Regions from separate parts of the Mus musculus genome. Here region 2 is linked to region 1. The links are chromatin contacts, called in public HiChIP or PLAC-seq maps. All regions are on one chromosome and are shown on one strand. Each heading gives the region's core, a stretch centred on a gene start, on an enhancer-like site or on the middle of the called end of the contact. The rest is flanking DNA. Distances are from core to core; before and after follow the strand shown. Region 1 has its middle 13 kb from the start of Gm39149. Region 2 overlaps Plpbp (pyridoxal phosphate binding protein).

What was found. HiChIP or PLAC-seq counts read pairs in DNA pulled down with a chosen protein or histone mark.
Region 2: a FOXA1 HiChIP or PLAC-seq map of pancreatic cancer cells shows a contact between it and region 1. The contact joins two enhancer-like sites. A contact is called at or near these places in 2 of 115 datasets of contacts at active chromatin or transcription factors (bone marrow-derived macrophages and pancreatic cancer cells) and 1 of 9 other capture datasets (adipose tissue).

Annotation. Positions count from the first base shown.
Region 1 is chr8:26,590,314-26,596,024 of GRCm38.p6, forward strand. No RefSeq gene overlaps it. Among named protein-coding and RNA genes, the nearest start is that of Gm39149, 13 kb to the left of the region's middle. Within about 2 kb of position 3,383, at least 28 of the 459 cell types and tissues checked have an H3K27ac peak or open chromatin away from gene starts, as enhancers often do. A contact at or near this core is called in pancreatic cancer cells, where this site is marked.
Region 2 is chr8:27,055,028-27,060,738 of GRCm38.p6, forward strand. Plpbp (pyridoxal phosphate binding protein) reads left to right here. Exons shown (of 8, transcript NM_054057.4): 8 at 1-1,105. Among named protein-coding and RNA genes, the nearest start is that of Plpbp, 15 kb to the left of the region's middle. Within about 2 kb of position 3,559, at least 138 of the 459 cell types and tissues checked have an H3K27ac peak or open chromatin away from gene starts, as enhancers often do. A contact at or near this core is called in pancreatic cancer cells, where this site is marked.

The DNA of each region.
Region 1 (5,711 bases), core at 2,133-4,632:
AATCCAGTGAAGCCCACCAATGATTGCAGGTCCGAGGATGGAGAGGAAATCCCATCACTCTGAGCAGCATGGGCTCACTGGCTTACACAGTCTTTGGCCCAGAGTTTTAAGCTAGAGTTAAGTAGAGCTAGAGGCCAACTCAGGTAGGATGGACTGCTATGGACATTTCTCTTGGGTAAAAGTTTGGACCAGTGACCCAAACAAGAAGTATTGCTTCCTTGGGTGAGAGATCAGGGAATTCTCCAATAGCTTGTCCTCACTGGAGTGTAGTGAAGCCAAGAGCAACAACAGCACCCTCTTCTCCTCCTAGTTGTGGATATTATGGGATGACTTGGCCGGCTCTAGTAAACTCTGATCTGTTTCTATTATCTCATGCTTCTCTCTCAGCAGCCTACAGCTTTTGAACAGGAGAAAGTAGGTCTATTCATGACTCTCTCCTAAGAGCTAAGCACTGAGTGTTAGACTGGGCCCCATCATAGAGGCTGGGAGCAGAGTCTGTTGGAAGTGAAGACCAAGGGTCATGAAGCATCAAGCATGAGCCAGAACAAGTGAGATATACAGGGATTTCCTTCTCTGGCAACTTCCGTGTCACTAGCTTTCAAAGCATAGATATTCAGTACTCACAGCCTGATGTCTTTAAGCTCCAATTAAAGGCCTTGTCTCTGGGCTCTGCTGTGTCCTGGAAGAAATGTCACCAGACATCTAGAGAGCCAGGCCTGGCCCCTGCAGGGACCACCCAGTCCTGAAATGCCTTCCTCTTCCAGACAGAGCCAAAGCTGACCTGAGAGCTGAGTGTAGCTGTGGCTGTTGCTTAAAAGCTTTCCCTCATGCAATAACCTCTCATTATATTTTAATGTTGTTGTAACTTTATGGCTTAATCAGTATTTGCAATTTGTTAGTAGCCTGGGCGGCCATAAAATTGTTTTTCAGGTACTGAAACATCCCATCAAGGTTTGTAAAGCAGTGGTTCTTAGTTTATCACATCCATAAAATGCCCTGGCAATTTGACAGATATAATAACTTTTTTTATCAAGTGTCTAATTTGAGAGGAAATTAAGCCATATGTTACATGTGGCTCATGCTGGGCTTGGGAGCTGTTCAGCTGCCCAATCTCCTGGGGATGCCCCTCTCCTCGCCCATCTGTTCCCCTGAGCCAAGGGCCAGAGTCCTTTCTGCCCCGTGTATAAGAGCACTGTCACCTCCACAGACTGTCAGTGTCCTGTGTGGGTGCTGCTGAGGGGATGGCTTTGCACATCTATCTATCCTGAGACCCTCGCAGTAGCTGAGAAATCAGACCCCAGTGGAACAGTCAACCTACTACTTCTGCCTGTGACTCTTCCTGCCAGTGGGTGCCACCTAGGCCCTGCTCCCTAGGGGGCCCATGTAGGGAAGTAGTGAAGATAATTCTCTGCCCTTCACTTAACTCCATCTCCACTCTGCCCATCCATTTAATATCTCCTGCTATCCTCCACATTTTTCCAAGTCACAGGAAGAGAATAATTCTATCATGAAGAATCTCTTCATGATGATATGAGTATTCCCCCCTCCACACACACACACACACACACAATTTTCAAACATTTGTTTCTCTTGTCATGAGGAAATGTTGAGCTGAAGAACAATTGCAGTTGAGGATTATTGTCTTGGTTAGGGTTTTAGTGCTGCAAAGAGACACCGTGATCAAGGCAACTCTTATACATAATTTTTTTTAACTGGGTCTGGCTTATAGTTTCAGAGGTTCAGTCCATTATTATATGGCAGGAAGCAAGGCAGTATCCGGGTGGACACAGTGATGGAGCAGCCAAAAATTCTACATCTTGATCCAAAGGCAGCCAGGTAGGAGGGTCTTTTGCAGACAGCCAGTAGGAAGGTCCATTTCACACCAGGAAGGACTTGAGCATAATATCTCAAACCCCACCCCCACAGTGATGGACTTCTTCTAACAAGGCCACATCTCCTAATAGTGCCACTTCCCATGGGCCAAGCATATTCAAACCAACACAATTGTTATGTGTTTCCATACTTCCCTACTCCATCCAATCTCAAGTTATGGCTGTCCCATAAATGCCCATAACTAACCTCTTATGTCTAGAATTGGGTTAAGCTAATTCCTCCAGCTCAACTATGCACCACGTGAATGCAACTAGTGGAAAGTTGGTCACATTTGGCTTCTCAATAACTAACTTCCTCTCACTGGAACACTAGCCTTGGATAATCATGCTAGAAAATGGGACCTGGAACATTTATAACATCATTGCTACCACATGCTCAACATTTACTAGACAATCAACTACTATCATGTGGCATTCAGCATCTTAAATGTTCAGAGACAACAAGGGTAGGGTCTTTATCTCTCTGAAGAAACTGACCAGAAGAGCAAACTTTAGGACTATGACATTGCCATGAAAGAAGAGAAGAGGACCACACGTCAGACTGACCTGGGCAAGACACAATAGAGTTAACCCTTGGTGCAGGGGACAGATGGTGGGAGGGGCAAAAGTTTTTATATAGGAGGACCTGTCAGTCTTTGTATGGAAAACTCAGAGTAGGAGAAAATAGAACAAATAAAGTTTCAGTAAGCATGAATATGGTTCAAAGCTCTATGAGATACCTTGGCCAAGAGATACCTAGAAAGATGAACAAAGGCCAACCTCATGGTTATCTGGTCCCTGGTTAAGAAGACCAGGGTGCAAATTGTAGGTGACTGTCAAGAAAATGAGAGTTATGAGGTCACAATAGAAGTTTTGGTCTCAGTGACTTCAAAGTAGTAGACTATGATGGACACAGAGAGAACCAAGCTGTAGAGGACACTAGGCACATTTCTGCTGTTTAGAAGTCAATCCATTCCCTGTCCATCTTCCTCTTAGCACCCTGCTATCCCTCTGGAGTGAAACTACAATTTGTTGGTTTTGGAAGGAGAAGGTTGACGTTCTTCTCTGTTGCCGCTCTGCACAGATTCTTGACCTCATCTTTGGAATGCTAGAAACCGGCTCAGGCAAGCAAGAGACAATTTGGTACTTCCTCAGAAGGACTGAATGTGAGAGGACCACTGCATAACACACTATTTCCCAAGAAGGGTGACAACAGTATTTCCAATTGCCACATGCTTTCTAGAACCCTGCCACTTGATATCCTAACACAAGGCCAATAGTAACTGTGCATCGATGCAAAGCCCTTCTCATGGGGACTCTCTGAGTTCTGTCACTAATGGGGCTTATTTATCCTCAGAGCACCTCTGTGAGGCATTTACTGAAAAGGGGTAACCTGACTCACATAAACAATGTCAACATCAACATGAAGCCAGACTACCCTGTAACTCCAAAGCTCTGGATCAGGTGGAATAGAAGTCACCCATTGAAGTATAGGACAAGCATTCATGCTATGGTGGCATGACTCATACTCTCTCTGAATGTCCCTTCAGCTTGCTTGGACCTGTCGATGCTGTGGTGAGTCTGTGGTTATGGGGAATTAAGAAGTAAATCTACCAGACTGAGGTTAGGACATAATAACAGCTCCTTGGCTAGTCAGCCATTTCCTTTTATGCCAACAGGCACCAAATGGCCATTTGGGAAAACCCAGAGACATAGTCCACACATGTAATGGGTTACCAGCCTGGCCAACTCAGCTTTGAAACAGATTCCCACAATGAGCAATTGCAAATCGATAGAAAGAAAATCGCCTTTTGCCAGCCTCACACAGAGCCCCGGGAGAGCCAGGGCAGCATCTGTCATAAAAAGCCTTCTCCTGGCCAGAATGGGCTGGCTCAGAAGCTGCAAGTGAAAACAGAAGTTGAATAAGAGCTGTGTACTGTATTTGTTTAAATTTCATCCAGCAAATGCCTGTGACGCAGGAGACAGGTTTATGGAGAGAGAAATAAAATGCTGACAAATGGCCCTGTAATCAACTGGAACATGCAATAAATCATTAGAATGCCAATAACACTTCCAGGACAAGCTTACAAAGGTCATTACTGTGTCACAATACATCTTCCAGCACCAAACAAAGCAAACAGAACATGTTGGGAATGGGATTATGGGGGAAGCATCTGTCAGTCCTAATTAAGAATTAACTACAGATCGTATCTTGGGAGATGTATAATTTATTTTCCCTCTTCTTCCTCCCAACACACTCACAAGAAAAAAAAGAAAGAAAAATAAATCAATAAAAAATTTAACTCGTTCTAGAGCAGAGAAGATGTCAAACAAGAACACACTGAGCAGAGGCAGATGTGAGCTGAGATCTAGGAGAGTTAAACACGGGGCTAGCAGAGAGGCAAGGGCAGGCAGAGAAGGCTGGAGAGGCAGCCTGGGCTCCCGGAAACTGAGGCTTTCCCAATGCCCAACCCAAGCCATTCAGTGTTACACCGTGAAGAATGGCGGGGTTCTTTAATACTTCAGCAGCTAAGTAAGTTTCACTAGCTGAAAAGAGGCAACCAGAAGGTTAGAAGTTAAAACAAGGTGGCATCAAGTCCTTCTTGTCTGAATGTTCTGCGAAGACTGAGTTTGCCCGCGAGCACTAAACGCTCAATTCAGGGTGACTTAAAGAAGTGTTTATTTTCTCACATAACCGAAGTCAACTGATGGAGGTGCAGGCTCTGTCTGTTCTCAAAATGTCTGCCTTAGAATTATTTAGCTTTGGCTTTTTGTTCCCTCTTTTTCCTCCCATCCCCCCTGACAACACGGTCACAGGTGGCCCTTGCAGCTCCAGGTATCCTGTCCATGTTCCAGGAAAGAACGGAGTGGCAGGAAGTCTTTGAATTTCATAGTCCCTGCATTAGGAAAATCACTTTGCCCAAAGGCCCCAACAACCTTAAGCATCGTGTTTCAAGTGCCACCCCCCAATAAAATGCCTGAGAGAAGAGGATCAATCATCGTCTGATTTATGTTCGGGGTTCTGATCGTGAGGAGACTGTGTTATCAAGTAATGGGACTTGCCATGCAAGGAGTGTGGGCTAGGGGACAAACATGAACTTCCTGGGGTCCCCAGGAAGGTTCTTCTTTGTCCAAGGAGGAAGGCACTGGCCAACGACCCTTGGGAGGGTGGGGGGGGAGGCGCCTGCGCAGTAAGCACCAAGTGTGAGCTGCCACCAAAGCCCATTGTCCTCACCTCTTGCTCTGCTCTTTTATAAAGACAGTAAAGTTCCTGGTCTTTGTTCAGTCTTAAAGTAGTCGTGGGTATTCAGGGAAAAATCAGGTAGAGCATCTAAGAAGCCATCACAGGACAGATGCAAAGACGCCCACCCTTTTCCAAGAGGCTGCTGTCCACGATGACTTCAGAGAAGGCCCTTGGCTGTCTTTTATTCTTTATCCACAATTTGCCATCCTCCACCCAGATTATCTGTTCCTCTGTCTGTGCACATGTGTGTATATGTGTGCGTGTGCATGTGTGCGCGTGTGTGTTTATTTCTAATTACTCCTCCCCCGCAGCCACACACACACACACACACACACACACACACACACACACCCGTGAGCCAGGCTGATTTTACTGTGCAGGCGCATTTCCCTGGGGCTTATTCAGGGAGGTTCCCACAGGCTGCCTGCTTTTTATGTCCTGATGGTTGCTTTTAGCCTCATTGCTGGCATTGCTTTTGCAGCCGCGCTCGCTCGCTCTCTCTCTCACTCTTTCTGCCTTCCCTTCTCAGGTCTGTTTTCTGCTGGAGTTGCATTTCTCCCTTTATTTTATTTTATTTTATTTTATTTTTTTCTGCT
Region 2 (5,711 bases), core at 2,309-4,808, 460 kb after region 1:
AGTTTGCCCTAGTAGGGCCTATTCAGTCTTACTCTCTTTATGAATAGAAGCGGAGGGCATGGAAGACATGTTCCCCCCGGTGACACATGGACTTGCAGGCTCAGGTGGTTTTGTCAATGCTACGTCTTGATTAAGGGATCTGAGGACAACTCTGGAAGCTTTGGGGAAACCGCAATGGTTAAGCCGTGAAAGGTCTCCCTGGCTTGTGCCTGGGGAGTAAGAGCACAGTAGAGGAGAAGCCAGGAGAGAACTTTAGTCCAGATGAAGGAAAGAAGCCCGACTATATCCACAACGGGACGGCTCTCTTGAGAACATTCAGCCAGGCTATGAGACTATTGTTTCATGTGAGACAGCTGCTTGGGTTACTCCCAGGTTTTAATAGCAGCAGTGACAGCATCAGGGCAAGTTTAAAGTCAGACCCACCCAGCCAGTAACTGCCTCTCCCCAACAGCCCATGCCCTGGTGTGTGTGTGTGTGCATGCCCTGTATTAAAGTTCTCTAAGGAACGACAGACAGATAAAATGAACACACACACACACACACACACGGGATTTATTAGAGTGGCTTACAGGCTGAAGTCCAGACAGTCCAACAGTAGACAGATAGGTAAGGGATCCAGTAATTGCTCATTCCTTAAGACTGGACATCTCTTCAGCGCAGGTGCTGGAATCCCAGGGAGACCCTAAAGAGCTGCCAGTTTTCATTCCACATTGGAATCCCAAAAGGAAGTAGGCTTACTTCCAGCAGAGGAATGGCTCAGAATAGATGATCTGCCCCAAGAGAGTCGGGCAAGCAGACAGAGAGCACAAGCTTCCTTCTTCCAAGTCCTTTTATGTGGGTCACCGCCAGGAGGTGCGGCCCAGAGTTCGGGTGGGTCTTCTGACCGCAAAACATCCAGACTTAAATGGGTCTTCCCACTTCAGAATTTCAACCAAGGAAAGTCCCTCGCAGGTGTGCCCAGCTGCTTGGGTTTTAGTTGGTTCCAAACGTTGTCGAGGTGACAACCAAGATAAGCCATCGAGTATCCCAAATCCAGCATCAGGTTTGAGAGGCTCAGGAGGCCTTGTATTCTTTTCTCTTTCAAATAAAGCATTTAAGCCTTTTATATTATGCGTGTGGGTGTTTTTCTCAAATCTGTGTTTGTGCATCCCATGTGTGTCTAGTGATCATGGAGGTCAGAAGAGGGTCAAATTGCTGGAGTTATGGATGGTTGTGAGGTACCACATGGGTGCTGGAAAGAGAACCTGGGTCCTCTAAAACCAGCAGCAGATGCTCTTAACTGCTGGACCATCTCTCCAGCCACCACCATTTTAAAAACATTAATTTTAGCTGATCGGTGGTGGTGCACCCCTTTAAACCCAGCACTTGGAAGGCAGAGGCAGGTAGATCTCTTAAGTTCAAGGCCAGCCTGATCTCCTAGAGTGAGTTCTAGGACAACCAGGTTTCACACAGAGAAACCCTGTCTTGAAACACCAAAATATATTATGTATATACAAATGTATATATGTATATGCATACATATATATTGTATGTGTATTATATATGCATATATACATACATATGTGTGTGAGTGTGGCTATTTTGCTTGCATGTGCATCTGTGCACTACATCTGTGCAGTACTTGTGGAGGCCAGAAGAGAATGTCAGATCTCCTAGAACTGGAGTTACAGGTGGTAAACCATAATATGGGTGCTGGGATTCAAACCCAGGTCCTCCTGAAGAACAGCCAGCATCCTTAACTGCTGAGCCAGCAGCATCCTTAACTGCTGAGCCAGCAGCATCCTTAACTGCTGAGCCAGCTCTCCAGCTCCCCTTCCTCTTTGTAACTGGCATGTGTGCACACTCGTGTGAGTAAGTCGGGGCATGCCTCTGCTGCGGGTACTGTACACGTGTAGAGATAAGAGGACAACCTCAGGTCTAGTTCTCACCTTGAGACAGGGTCACTTCATTGTTCACAGCTGTATTGCCAGGCTAGCTGGACCACAAACTTTCAGGAGTTTTCCGGACTCTATGTCCCATCTTGCAGTAGGAACACTGGAGTTACAAAAGGAGGCTATTATGCCTGGCTTTACATGGGTTCGGGGGATTTGAACTTAGATCTTTTGTCTTGCATAGTAAGCACTTTATCCACTAAGTCATCTCCCCAGCCCTGTGTCCTCTCATGACAACTCAAGTATTTAGGCAATCTGTAAGTGTCCCCATTTTGGATCCAGCACTGAGGCTGGGGATGGGGACATGGACACACGCACACACACACACCTTGTCTAAGGACAGGATGATGATGATGGTAATGGTGATGAGGATATTATTATTATTGCTGTTATTATTTGGCAGTGCTAAGATTGGCACCCTACTTCTTCTACAGGCTTTCTACCACCAAGTTGCACGCAGCTTCTGTTGCCAGCTTTAATCAGTGGTAAGCACTGTATTAGATTTGCAGCTATAACTTTAGAACGCCGTATTGCTAGAAAAGAAGTCCACAGTTTTCATTTTTTCAGTCCATTGTGCTAGTTGAGAACTGATGTATCTTAATACAGAACAAACTCTGAAACCACAAGCAGAGGGTGTAAGAAGGAAGGAGAATTAAGCCCAGACAGGAGGAGAATCTGCCTCCCTCCCATCATCCCATTTCCCAACATTTAGCATCAGCCAGCCGCCAGCCCTCTCCCCTGACTCCTACATCCCTCCTCCAGATGCAGTCTTCACAGAGACCAATGTGTGCCAATCCGCCCACACCAAACCCCCTGGGTTGGAGCAGCAGTGACTTCTGTTACCCAAGGCTAGACAGGGAAGGGATGGGGTCCAAGAGTACACTCACGCCGAGCTTTGGAAAGCAAGTAACTCACTCCCATGCTTCCCACCAAAGTTCTGGGAAGAGGGTAGTTTCTGAGACAGGGCCGGGTGGGGAGTTGCCAGGGTGCGATTGGAAACGGTTTGCTGAGAACTGTGACTGTCCTTACCATGAAATCAGTTGGATGCTCTTACATCATCCTCATGACTAAGGGCCAAGGAATCCAAACCACCAGCATCCTCCCAAATGTTTTACAAATCTGCCTTCTCTGGAGGAACACAAAGAAAAGGGGGCGGGGGAGAGGAGAGCTGGTTTTGTATTGTTCTGGGGAATCTAATTCTAACCCTAGCACATGCTAAGCCAGGAAGCCACCACACTCGCAGCCTCAAGCGCACGTGCAAGGTGTTTGCGTGCCTGAGCGCAGGTGTGCATATGGAAATCAGCGAACAACTTGCTAGAATCAGCACCCTCCTTCCAACCGGATCCAGGGGTCAAACTCAGGTCATCGTGTTTGCTCAGTAAACACTTCTTCCCACTGAGTCATTTCACCAGCCCTTAAGCGGGCATTTACAAGGCCCTTAGACTTAAGTTCTCCTTTAATGACTTAAGCGTCCCAAGGGGCCTCAGAACCAGCACTTTCTTCCCTATAGAGTATTGCACGGGGTTAACTGAAGGAGCCTGTGGAAGGAACCAGAGATGCAGCACCTTCCATCTAATTAATTCCTCCAAGCTTGGGCGACTCTGGAGATGCCGCGCCAGCAGAGGGCGCAATTTGGGTACGGAGGTGCTCCTCAACACTTAATGAGCTAGGCTACCCCAGTGCCAGTTGCAGGCTAGAGTTGCCCCTTTCGACATCCAACAGTGCCCCTGCTCTGCAGCCTCGGAGCTCAGCTCGACTGAGCTGCCAATTTCCAAAATAAAATCAACGTGTGACCTTATTCAGCAGATGTACCAAAGAAACAGGCACAGAGCGGGCCCGATTTTTGAAGCCAAAAAGGGAAGATGAGAAAAGAGAGCGAGAGAGGGGAGGGGAAAGAAACTTGGCTGGACATGAAAGGTGTCTTGTCCGTCTGTTCCCCATTAGGCGCGATTCTCTCGCAATCTGCAGCCTCAACATAATTCTCTTGACCAGAAACTCTCCCGAGAGAGATAGTGTCGGAGGGAAAACAAACAAACAAACAAACAAACAGCAGCGGCGCACATCTTCTGCCGGCAAAGTCACATAAAAACCTATTTGGAGCCGGGCGGTGGTGCACGCCTTTAATCCCAGCATTTGGGAGGCAGAGGCAGGTGAATTTCTGAGTTCGAGGCCAGCCTGGGCTACAAGATGAATTCCAGGACAGCCAGGGTTACACAGAGAAACCCTGTCTCAAAAAACAAAAAACAAAAAAACAAAAACAAACAAAAAACCTATTTGGGAGATGAGAGAGGTCTGCATATCAAGGGAGGGCACTCTCCACAGCTGGCTAACACACGTATCTGCCCAGAGACTGGGCAGGGCAGGAAGAAGGGCCTAGAAAGAGCTAAGGAGCAAAGGCAAGGCTGCCCCCAGGAAGCAAATCACCATGTCTTTTTACCCTGCTGTCTGCTCTGATGCCTTCTCTGGGCCTGGACTCAACAGTTAAATTCCCATGAGAGCTGAGACTGTAGCTCGGTGACAGAGTACATTACCTGGCAGGCACAGGCCTCTAGGGCCCCCACCTGTGATAACTCCACTTTCCCTTTTCCAACAGTACCAGGAGCCAAAGGGCAAGAACTCAGCTCTCCCTGGAAACCACTGCCAGTTCCCCAGACAGCTAAGGCCTCTTCTCCCCCAAGCCCCTTTGTCTTGCCTTTTAGCTAAACAGCGTAGCATTAGGGAAAGCAGAGCCCATCCCACCCATAGGAGCCCAGGGGGAAGGTTCTTGGCCAGGGGGAGGTGATACAGGGCAGGGCAGCTCAGGGCAGGGCTAGGCTGGGCCACCTTCTGTGCTCGAGTTTCTAGGGCAGGCATCCTGTTATAGGAGAGGCCCCTTTTAAAGGAAGAAAAACTAATCAGTAGAAAGAAGCAAGGCTCTCCCCCTGCCTTTAGGACTTGTTTATTACTAGGATATCTGATTTCAGCAAAGGAAGCCAGCTCCGCTCCGAAGCAAGGTTTTTATTGGCCATGAGCAAGAGGAATTCAGGGTTTGCTTTTGATTTGGCTTCTCCTGAACTCAAAGCACTGAAGGGTGCTGCTTTTGATGGGATAGCTTGGTTGGGGGGGGGGGGGGGGGGGAGTAGCCACTCACTGTTGCAAATAACAGCAACAGAAGTTCCCTTTGGGAGAGGAGGGTAAAGCGGGAGGGTCCGAAGGGACGTTGGCCTCAACACATCTCAGAGACAATAGCTCAATAGCTTGCAAGGCCTGCCACTGGAGCACCGTGAAGCCCTGCCCCTCTTCCCCGTTGAGTGGGGAATGCAGGAGGCACGGCTGCTTTGGATGAACTCAGTGTTCCTCCAGACTACCCAACATCGAGGCCTCTGCATCAGGCCTCCGCTTGATGGTTTCAATGTGTCGGGAAGATAAAGCCAGAGATTGGAGTCAGCCTCTGCCAACTGCACCCCCAGCCCCCCAACTAGAATCGGCTAGGTTCAAGGGAGGGAGGTTCCTGCTGGGCCACAGAGTATCGAGAAGTGCTGCTGCTGTGCAGGTCTGCAGCGCCAGACTGTTAGCTGCATCTCCTCCCAGTCCTGTGCCACCATCTTGCTTCCTAAGACATCATAGGAAACACTGCCCACATGGAAGAAACTGAAAAGTGCCTCACCACTTTGGGGTCCTTGGATAAACCCAGCACCCTCTTCCTCCTTTCCCTAACCCTTCCTCCTTTTTTTCTCCTCCTCTTCCTCCTCCTCCTTTTCTTCCTTCTCCTTCCTCTTTTTTTCATCTCTCCTGCTCTCT